3 separate regions of the Sus scrofa genome follow, and regions 2 and 3 are each linked to region 1. A link is a contact called in public HiChIP or PLAC-seq data. All regions are on one chromosome and are shown on one strand. Each heading gives the region's core, a stretch centred on a gene start, on an enhancer-like site or on the middle of the called end of the contact. The rest is flanking DNA. Distances are from core to core; before and after follow the strand shown. Region 1 has its middle 37 kb from the start of LPP. Region 2 overlaps TPRG1 (tumor protein p63-regulated gene 1 protein). Region 3 overlaps LPP (lipoma-preferred partner).

The links. HiChIP or PLAC-seq counts read pairs in DNA pulled down with a chosen protein or histone mark.
Region 2: an H3K27ac HiChIP or PLAC-seq map of alveolar macrophages shows a contact between it and region 1. The contact joins two enhancer-like sites. A contact is called at or near these places in 1 of 47 Hi-C or Micro-C datasets (embryonic fibroblasts) and 1 of 2 datasets of contacts at active chromatin or transcription factors (alveolar macrophages).
Region 3: an H3K27ac HiChIP or PLAC-seq map of alveolar macrophages shows a contact between it and region 1. The contact joins two enhancer-like sites. A contact is called at or near these places in 2 of 2 datasets of contacts at active chromatin or transcription factors (alveolar macrophages and skeletal muscle).

The regions. Positions count from the first base shown.
Region 1 is chr13:125,743,186-125,746,727 of Sscrofa11.1, forward strand. No RefSeq gene overlaps it. Among named protein-coding and RNA genes, the nearest start is that of LPP, 37 kb to the right of the region's middle. Within about 2 kb of position 1,671, at least 11 of the 83 cell types and tissues checked have an H3K27ac peak or open chromatin away from gene starts, as enhancers often do. A contact at or near this core is called in alveolar macrophages and embryonic fibroblasts, where this site is marked.
Region 2 is chr13:126,553,360-126,556,901 of Sscrofa11.1, forward strand. The region is part of intron 1 of TPRG1 (tumor protein p63-regulated gene 1 protein); the gene reads left to right. Among named protein-coding and RNA genes, the nearest start is that of TPRG1, 25 kb to the left of the region's middle. Within about 2 kb of position 1,677, at least 9 of the 83 cell types and tissues checked have an H3K27ac peak or open chromatin away from gene starts, as enhancers often do. A contact at or near this core is called in alveolar macrophages and embryonic fibroblasts, where this site is marked.
Region 3 is chr13:126,361,343-126,364,884 of Sscrofa11.1, forward strand. All of the region lies in intron 8 of LPP (lipoma-preferred partner), which reads left to right. Among named protein-coding and RNA genes, the nearest start is that of MIR28, 81 kb to the left of the region's middle. Within about 2 kb of position 1,614, at least 3 of the 83 cell types and tissues checked have an H3K27ac peak or open chromatin away from gene starts, as enhancers often do. A contact at or near this core is called in alveolar macrophages, where this site is marked.

The DNA of each region.
Region 1 (3,542 bases), core at 421-2,920:
TACAAATGTAATGGTTGGAGCTCCAGCAGCTATCTTCTTCCCTGAGGTGGCCTTAAGAATGGAAGTCCTCACATTAGGGTGACAAGAGAAAAGGAGTCTGGGTCCCTGATCCGTGGGACACTAACTCCCTATCCCAGCTGCCTACCTCAAATGTATTTCAAGTGATTGCCTTGGTTTCCGATTGTTGCTCGGACAAATCACTCCAAAGTTACTAGCTTAAAATGACACTTTTTTTTTTTTTAACCATGGTATTCTATAGACCAGAGTCTGACAGGGGTCTTAATGGGCAAGATCTAGGTGTCAGCAGGATGTATGGTAGTTGTGCCTCCTAGTCTTTTCCAGATTCTAGAAGCTCCCCACACTCCTTGGATCATGGCCTCTCATTCTGTCTTCAAAGCAGCAATATCAGGCGTATCCTTCTCATACTGCCATCACTTTGGTTCTCTCTTACGATTTCCTCTTCCACTATAAAGTATTTTGGGGATAGCATAGGACCTACCTGAATAATCCAGGATGATTAAGGTCAGTTTATTAGCGACTTTGATTTCAACTGCCTCCTCAATTCCCCTTTGCCACATAACCTAAGATATTCACAGGTTCCAGAGATCGGGACATAGACACACAGTGGAAGAGAAATAAATTTCTATCTTATACAAACCACTGATTTTCAAGTCTTTGTTGCCCACAGCTGAGCCTAACGTATTCCTGTGACAGACACTTGTTGAATACCCACTGCCATGCCATGGTGGTGCTGGCTGGGGTCTGATAATACTGGATGATCTAATATTTCTGGTCCTCCAGAGGCCGTGAGACTCATCTTACAACATCACATGGCCCCAGAATCATCCACAAGCCCACAGTAATGCCACCAGAGAAGAAAGAGGCCATTCACCAATGAACTGACCACAGCTCCTGCTCCCCAGCCTCTCAGGTTTGCCTCAGCACAGAGAAGGATCAGGGTCAGGAAGAGACTTGCCCAGGTGTCCATAGAAGTTCATGGCATTGCCAAGACTAGAACCCAAGTCTCTGAATACCACTCCTCCATCACATTATTTTCCTGGGTTTTTCAAGGAAGGACATACTGGACATACTACCCTTGGTCCCTGGCACCCAGTCACAACCTCTGGCACAGGCCGAAGACCGTGTTTACCTCCATTGCAATGATTCCAGTGACATCAGAGACTTACAGAATTTGGCTGGCCTTTCTTTATTCTCTTTCTACCTCTGGGCTATGCATAGTGAAATTCTCTGATGGTATTCATTTTCCTGCCCTTCACACCCTCATGCTCCATTTTTCCTATTTGTTAAGTAAGTTCCTATGAGTACTTAATAGGACTTATGAGGTAACATGGATAGCCAAAGATCAAGTTAAGGGCTCAGGCTTGTGAAGTTATGTGATTCAGTGCCATCTTTGATTTTGTCCTCCTCTATCTCTCTGATTGTCAGCATTTCCATCTTGAAAAAAAAGGGGGGGGAGGAGACAGCAAATGTGCTTCAAAATACTTGCAAGGAACAGCTCATAAAACTCATTGTGAGGCACATTAGCACCGCACACAGTGTCATCTAACTGCTTATAATGAAATGTTGAGCAACTAGGAATCCAGCTCACCCCATCTGGCTCTGAGTCACACTCCCTAGTAACACTAAGTGAAAGTGAAGAGAACTTGCACCAGGCCAGGATACAAAGCCGGGAAGTGCCTGACAGCCAACCTCACATGGAGATGTGCCTGAGAGCCAGTGGACCTGGAAAACCTTCATAAAGCCATTTGCTTAAACCCTTTGCTCTGCTCTTCTTAAAGATCGATTTCCCAAGCTCTCTTTGGTAACTGTTTCTGGGTTACACACCCAGATAGTTGGAAAGACTTCCCTTATGTAATTCAAGTGTGTTTTCTTTGGCTCTGCCTTCAGTGGGAAGGGAAAAAATTTATTTGCATTTCCCCCATACCCCCACCTTTATAGTAATATCCTTTCTGATACCTCATGGCTGGTATTGAGATAGCTCTTCTATAGGACTTCTCAGTGTTCATTGCACATAAATGCAGTGGGGTGTGTGTGTGTGTGTGTGTGTGTGTGTGTGTGTGTGTGTGTGTGACATTTGCCAGGACTAGAACCCAGGTCTCTGAATACCACTCCTGCATCACATTATTTTCCTGGGTATTTTGATGAAGGACATATTGGACATAATCCCACAGGACAAACTCCCATAAGAGTGTTTTGTTGTTGCTGTTGTTGTTTTATGGCTGCACCTGCGGCATATGGAAGTTCCCAGGCCAGGGATTGAATCCAAGCCAAAGCTGCAACCTACACTGCAGCTGCAACAATACCAGATTCTTTAACACATTGTGCTGGGCCAGGGATCAAACCCACACCTCCACAGCAATCCGAGCCACTGCAGTCAGATTCTTAACCCACTACACTACAGTGGGACTCCCCCGTAAGAGTTTTCACATTGTGTTAAAAATGCTTGAGTCTGAGTGGTTTAGACCTGGATGAGATCTTATAGATCATTTCTTCAAAATATCTAAATTCTGCACATGAGAAGATTGTGGTTCTATATGGTCTTGCTCAAGGTTATACAATTAGTGTTGAGACAAAGAACTGTCAACCAGGCCTATGGAATTTTGATAATGATGTATCACTAGATAATATTTAGCTTATGCTAATTCCTAATTTTTACTTTCTTTGCATAATACCTCCTGATATTTGTAGAGCACTCATATTTATTTTGAGCAAAAGCAGTCATCCCCCTTCTTGTATAATAGTTGTTTACTCTTCTTCTGTCAGAGAACTCATTTTCCCTCAATTAAGCATAATCCTGCACATTCATGCCAACTTCTTTAACTTAAGGGGTCATATTGAATTGCAATTCTACTCTACTTGGTTTCATCTTAACTTTATGGAAGAGCTCCTATAAGCCAGTCGCTGTCACGTAGCACCTCATCTGATCCTCCAGACAACCCTATCTTAGGGATATTATTATTCACATCTTAGAGTGGAAACAAAATGAGTCAGAAAAAGATTAAGCAGTAGACCCAAGGCTGTCCATCTGCTGAGACCCATGTCTTCTCTTTTGTGCTTAGGACAGCATGTGACCTCTCACACAATGGCAGCCAACCCGCATAATTTTCTTCTAGCAGTAAGTCAAAGAATGGTGCTCTTTTTCCAACACACCTACCATGGAAGTAAATACTAAGTAGCATAATTAGCCAAGGCCAATAGGTAGAGAAAGTCACATACTCTTCAAGTTGAAGGTGAATGATAACTTCAACATTCCCCACAACAGAGGTTAGTGAGAAGAAAGTGTAACTTTTCCTTTCAATATATAGTCACAGCTATGTAAACAAGGAGGAAAATGAAGACGGTAGATGGTAGAAGATGCCTGGAGTCTGAATGAAGGAGTGGTTGTTTCTGAGGGGGATCAGGGAAAATGCCTTGGAGGAAGGCCCCAGGCATGCGTGAGCGGGAGGACTCAAAGAAGAAGACATCAGGGCACAGGCAGTTGAGCCAGATGTTAAGAGAAGGAGACCAAAGTGAGGACAGGT
Region 2 (3,542 bases), core at 427-2,926, 810 kb after region 1:
TAGGGGAGTACAGGATCTTCCACCTCTTCTTTTTCTTCCTCCTTCCCCACCTCTTTCCTATCTTCCCTCCTCACCAACTTTTTCTCTTTTCTCCTCCTCCCATAGGCCCCTTCTCCTAAGATGAAATCCCCTTAAGGATGACATGTATGTCTTAATTTTGGTCCAAGCCGTGGTTAGAGGAAGATATGAAAATGAGGAAAATGCAAATCACATCTCTAAACATCCAGGGAGTAGCCCCACTAAGGACAAACCAGAGGCAGGCAGTGGTGACCACCCCATCCCTCAAAGGCACATTCAGTGGTTTGGGAGTTTAGAGGCAATTTCTGTCTGGGACTCATGGGATGTTTTCTGAAAGAGGTTTTGCTTAAGTGGTCTTGAAGGCCACTTATTGAAAAACACAAGTGAACTTGGCAGATCAGAGCAGAGGACATGGACACAGCCACAAGAAAGCCTCAAGCTTAATGCAGCAGTGTTTTCACCGTTTGCTGATGGGCTAGAGTCCTTCACTCTGAGCTTGATTAATTTTAGTTTATATAAACTGTGCATAAATTTAGTTTCCTGTAAGTACTTAAGAAACCAAATCCAGCAAATTAAAAGTAGGAGAAGGGGCTGCTACAGGCAGGCTCCTGAAAATGGAGAGAAGTACAAGGTGGACGGCTTGATAAGAGAGGATACAGAACATCAAAACAAAACCTTCCCACAAACCCTCAAGAGTGGAAAAAAAATCACAGCAATCTGGATTGAGTGGGAAAGTCAAGCAGTCCTTTAAATTGAGAGAGTCTTCTAGAATGTCATCATACATTAGAGTTCAATGAAGAAAGTGATAGCCTATAGTCCCTTCGAACATGGCTAATTTATATTCTTTGTGCTGCTTTGTAGAATATAGACAAACACATAATTGATTTTAGAAAGAGTTCCATCCCAAGTGAGTCACAATAAAATTTGTATTAAAGCCAAAAACCTTCAGCATTTGCAATGCTACCTTCTAGAGAAGGAATAATGTGTCTTGACTTTTAATAAATGCAAGTGCTGTGAGTCATTTTATGTTATACCCCCATCTTCCAGTGTCCTTCTTATCATCTCTATGTCTCCTTCATTCATAAGGCTGTTTTTCCTTCTTCCCAGGCCTGTGGCTTTCAGCAGCTCCCCTCCAGAGCCTGGCACACTGAGGCTGGTAGCCCCTCGTTGGCTGCATTTCCAATATGGCATTGAGGGGCAGGGGAGGGACTCCAAGCCTGGGCCTGGGGACCCCGGCAGTGGGCTTGGCTTCCTACCTAAGAGTGGGAGATTTTAGAAAAATCACTTTCCTTCCTTGAAACTCTGTTTTCCCATTTGGAAAAAGGGGATAATTACTCTTATCCATTGAGTTGTTGTGAAAACCAAGGACATTAATTGATGTGAGATTAGTAAATTCAGCAGTCCCATTCTCAGCCCATACACTGTGCTTATAACCAGCCCTACCTCTAAGCATCATTTGCATCTACATCTGCCGTACTCATTTGATTATTACCTTACTTGAAGTTATGCTTTTCTTGATTTTTTTTTTTTAATTAGTGTCACCTTGAAGAAAGCCTCTTTTGAATGGCTTTGCAGGTCATGTGCACTGCCCAGCACTGGGGAGGGTCACTATTCATTTGGCCACGTGGTGAACAGCTTGTGGTTGTGTGTTGTACAGGGTCTGACTCAAGTGCCTGGCAGCCTGCTCTCTCTGTGAATATTAAACATCAGGGATTCTGTTTTCTATTCCTGATATGTAAGGCCTGTCCTAGGGCATACAGTATTACTAAATACTGGATTCTGGGCTCTGGATTGAAAATTGTGCACTCTATGATTCAGTCTCAGGCCCAGCTTTCAGCCTCCCATTTCATCTTTGATTGGACTGTCCTGGTCACACTCTTGGCAGAATCCATAAGCCACAGAAGTTTTCTGGTGAAGAGGAGTTTTGGGTCATCATGATTTCAAAGTAAAAGTTAGTAAAAAACTTGGCAAGCCCACTGTTTGTACTTTGTTGTTTTAATCTCAAAATCCTTGTAAATGAAGATATATCAACAGCCAGGCTTGAAAGCAGAGGAAAAAAAAATCACACACATTTATCCTAAACTCTTTCCCCCACTCCAGTTGTTAGGGAGATTTTATATCATCTGTGAAATGTCATAGTCTGACCTCTACTTGTTTCTGGATGGGCTTTGGTTTCCTCATCTGCATAATGGAACTAACCCTGTCCACTTCTCTGGATTACTAAAGAGATATCTTGGGAAAGTACTGAGGTCCAGAGCCTGACCCCTAACATGTGCTCAGACAGGATTGGTAAGAGTTCCCCTTGTGGCTCAGTGGTTAATGAACCTGACTAGTATCCATGAGGCTATGGGTTCTATCCCTGGCCTTGGTCAGTGGGTTAAGGATCCAGCGTTGCCGTGACTGGTGGTGGGTGGTATGAAGCCCATCTTTCTCATTCTCTGGTGATGTTTTTTGTCATTGGATAGCTTTGGCGTAGAACCATACCTCACACGAGAGAGGGGAAAAAAAAAAAATCAATTCCTCTGAAACTTCCACTATGGGACCCCTGGGCAAGGAAGGAGTGTCTTCCAGTTTCCTGGCCTCCCCGCTAGTAAGGACAGGCAGCAGAAGGCCTTGCTGTGGTCAGAGGGCCGAGGAGCCAGACAAGCCTCTGTGGTTACGCACTTATTTATTTCCTTATTTATTACTTTTGCAGCTAACATTTTTACAATCATGTTATTTTGTGGTTTGTTTGCGAAATGCATTGTGAGCCAAGTTTGCGTCAAATGTTCTCTGAGTTGGAAGAGGGTTGCATTGGGGAGCCCAGGGAGAGGTGAGTGGAGGGCAAGAAAGCAGTTATAAAAAATGTTACATAATTGATATATCTGTTAAAGATCCTTTCTTTGTAATCAGGCTACCCAAGGCAGATGGAGGAATGAAAACTGAGAAAACATTGTAGGCTCTCAAGAAGTAGTAGGGACAGGCTTGGCAATCTCAGAGGTGAAATGGGGCCACAGCCTGGGGACTCGGGGAAAGAAATCCGGGAAGAAACCCTGCTCCTGCTCACGGAACCCCAAGCACCAAAAAGGCATCTTTTGAAAGACTTTGGGAAAGAGTAGAAGTTGGTTCTAGAGGAGTGATGAATAATTAATTAATTCATACGTGTTATTATTAGGGAGCTTATTATAATCGTTTTTTGAAGATTTTAATATAAACAAAAACCCAGTTTTCAGAGATTAGCTGAAATGGGGCTCAAGCGATGCTCTCCCAGAGCTGTTTTCTTTTTAACTCTATATTCGTCTTTTCTCGCCCCCAGGCAGTAGTAGATTCCTGAGAGGCTGCCCTGTTGTTGCTGAAGCTCATTTTGCCTGTATTCAAGTTTGTTCTTGTATTATTCCATCTGGTTGCTCCCCAAACCACTTTCCTTTTTTACTCTCCTTGTAAATATTTACATAAGAAGGTTTTTGCAGAATCTTATATTGGTGGATTGGCGCAAAGAGTTTTTGATGTGTTTCATTCCTTTTACGAACAATTTGGTTAAGTGG
Region 3 (3,542 bases), core at 364-2,863, 620 kb after region 1:
AGAGCCCTTAGAAAAGGAAGCACCTGCAATGTCATCCAGTCAAATTACCTCCTGTTCCATTAGTGGAAACAATATGTCTGAAGAGATCCCTTTCAAAGCAGAGAAAACCTAAGCCCTGGGCCTCAGTCTGTGCCTTTTTTATTATTATTAATGGAATCAGAATATTGAAGATAGCGTCTTAGTTAATTATTTCTGTGTAAGGACCATCCTGTTTGATGCTCTGAGTTCGGAAAGGAGACGAGTCTAACATAAATTTAATTTATTCTTGCCCCAATTGGTTATTGATCAACTGAAGATCATATTTAAATTAAACATTTAAGTAATTTGGAGAGAAAATATACCAGTTATGGCTTTATCTTTGATTCAGTGATTATTCAGATTTACCTATATCCTCTTGAATCCTTAATCCTTACATGTACATAGGATTAAACAAATTTGATTCAGTAAGGCATTGTGTTTCACTTTAATCATTTTGTACATGCTTTCTTTTGTATTTTCTATTGATTGACAATATAAATATATGTATATATATATATATATATATAGCTTTTCATTGTTAATAATTTCCATTTTTAGCTTTTCATATGTTTAGTTTACACACTACTTTTTAAAACCATTTGCTACTGGACAGATAATGGATATTTTCCAATCTTTTAGTATTATAAAAAACATGCCTATAAATAACTGAGTAAAATTTTATTTAATTTTATTTTGAATTGCTTTCTTAGCATAAATTCTGTGATTTATATTACCAAATTTATGGCAATTTGAAGAGCTTTTACTAGATTTCTTTAAAAAGATATTTTCACTTTAGAGAACCATCAACAATAATGAGACCAAATGTTAAACTATAACCTGTCCACTATTGAAGAGGTTTATTTACATTTATTTTGAACCAACTGAATAGGTGCATTATATAATAGTTTTTAATTTGGGTTTCTGTAATTAGCAAAATCATTAAGATGCTTTTTTTCTTTGGTGATACATCTCTTAAAAGCTTAGTTTTGATTATTCTTATGGATTTGTTTAAATAAACATATTAAAATTAGAGCACTAAGCTTCCTTGGGAAGAAAAGTGATATAAATAGCATACCTTGGTCCTAGTCTTTGCTTTCCTGGTATGATGTGAAATAAATCATTTAATCTGTGAGTACCAGTATCCTCATTTATTAAAGGGAAATATTAACTTCTAACCATTCTTCAAAGAGAAGGAGTGAACAGGAGTAATATTTTCTACATGATGAAGAAATCATTTACTAATACAAGGGCTTAATCTGATTAATAACATTTTCATTGCTTTTTTTTCTTTGGCTTAATCTGATGGAATTTAGAAATCCTCTAAGTTTGGGGTAATTTCATAGCTGCAGTTGCTATGGAAATCCTGCAATAAATAGATGTCATAGAAGGAATATGAGGACATATATGAGAAGAGGTTAATGTTTTTCTTAAGATTTTTGTGTTGGTATGGGAAGCAACCATACTTCCCACTGCCCTCAATGAGACAGGCTTCTAAGTACAGATTTACAAAAGAATTGCTGTGTTCTCAGCATTGCCAAAGAGTCTGGGCCTAGAGACACAGTGCATCAGAGATGCTCAGCAAGTCTGTTTATGAGATGGCAGCCAAGGATCTTCCCCTAAACCAGGGCTCTTACTCAGAGTGGATGGAATCCAGCTCCTGACTCTCTGGTAGTGGAAGTTGGTACAGGCATTTTTATTACAGTTACAATCCAAGTGATTAAAAGACTTAAGGAAATAGGAGGCCAACTTCACATGAGACTAAACACTTAAAAGTTCCTGAATTTGCGCATTAGTGGCTCACACACTAACAGCTTTTTTTCTCCCTGTGTCACTAAATGGCTACAGTTAAAACATTCTAACTTTTCAACCTACTTTAAGAGGTAGGTTTTGTACCTTTGCAGGAAGGTTGTCTTTTATATGCTCAATTCCACCTAATAAAATGTTTTAAAAGCAGTTATGGCTAGTGCTTTATGTGGGTATTAGCAACGGACCTGAGAGTTTAGACTAAACTTGAGAAATTCAGGTGAACTTCTCTCCTCTTTCCTTAATTACATACCCCTCCTGCTCTCTCATCCCCAAGTAGTGGGTCTCTCTCTCTCTCTCTCTCTCCCTCTCTCTCTCTCTTTCCCACATACCACCCATCCACTCACACACGCACACACGCGCTTTCTTCTTAATGTTAATTACATCATCCTCCTATAAGCACTCTCCCAGGAAAGAGAAAAATGGTTCAAGAGAGAGGAAAATTTGTCAAGTATGCTCTTGAGAGATTTAACCATTCTAACTACTACGAATAGTTTTCTCCTCCATTTGTACAGCCCCTTATATTTCACAGTGCTCCTGCGCCTCTTTTACTGCACCTTACGCATTAGAACCTTGTGAAACAGACAGAGGGGAGATTATTGGTCCCATTTATAGTGGCTTTGATATTTTCAAAGAAAAAGACAAAACGAAGCCTAAGGAACAGATCTTTTCACTTGCATTTTATTACTAGATCCATTCTGCTGCCCTGAAACTACAGTTCAGCTTCCTAAAAATGTGCGGATATTGACAGCCCCCTGGGATTATATAGCCTTTGAGTCCCACAGTTTTAATTGATGACCACATGAATCATGGCTTCCAGTATTACAGAGCCTAAAATGCTAAACTTCTGCCAACTTAAAACCACAGCCCCTGCCTTTCCATGAGCATTTACTTGTTGCTCTCCCCGAAATGTCTCAGGTTTTAAGACAAAAGCCCATTTTTATGGTTAAAAATAATCACAGCAATAACTAATGTTTCTTTAGTGCCTTAATTTTTACACAGCACTTTTTGTTTATCTCAGGTCACTTTCTCAAAATCTTAGAATATAGGTACAATTATTATTGCCTTTACTTCCAATAGTAATAACTTGGGTTTTAGAAAAAAATCAGCTTGCTCAGTCCCACAGAGCATGAGTGTCAGATCCAGGACTTGATCCCGGTCTTTGATTTTCAAGTTCAACTCTGCACATATCCAACAAATTATTGGAAATTTCATTTGTTATTACTAGGTTTCATTTTTCCTCATTAATTTTTTTCTCTATTACCATATATGAGCTCAGAATATTTTTTTCTTATAGTAGTAATTAAAAAAAAACTCAGTTTTTAAGTATCACATGCTCACTAGAGAAAAATTAGAAAATACTTTTAAAGGGCATATAACTCTCCCATCTAAATATTAGAACAGTTTACATTTTACCACATATTTTTTCTATTTTGGTGTACCTGGATATGATATATGTTTATAGATGTAACCACATACCTATATATATGTTTACATGTACATACAAACACAATGAGATCATACTGTCTGTACTAATTAATAACTTGCTTTTATTATGTAACAGTATATCAAACTTTGCCTCCTACAGAAATAGTTTCTTTTAAATATTCCATGAACACTCAAAAAGAATGTATATGACTTGCATACCTTTTCTGAAAAAAAGTGACTCAAAAATATTCCAGCAGGCAAATAAATTAATCAAAAAGTATGTAGGAAATCTA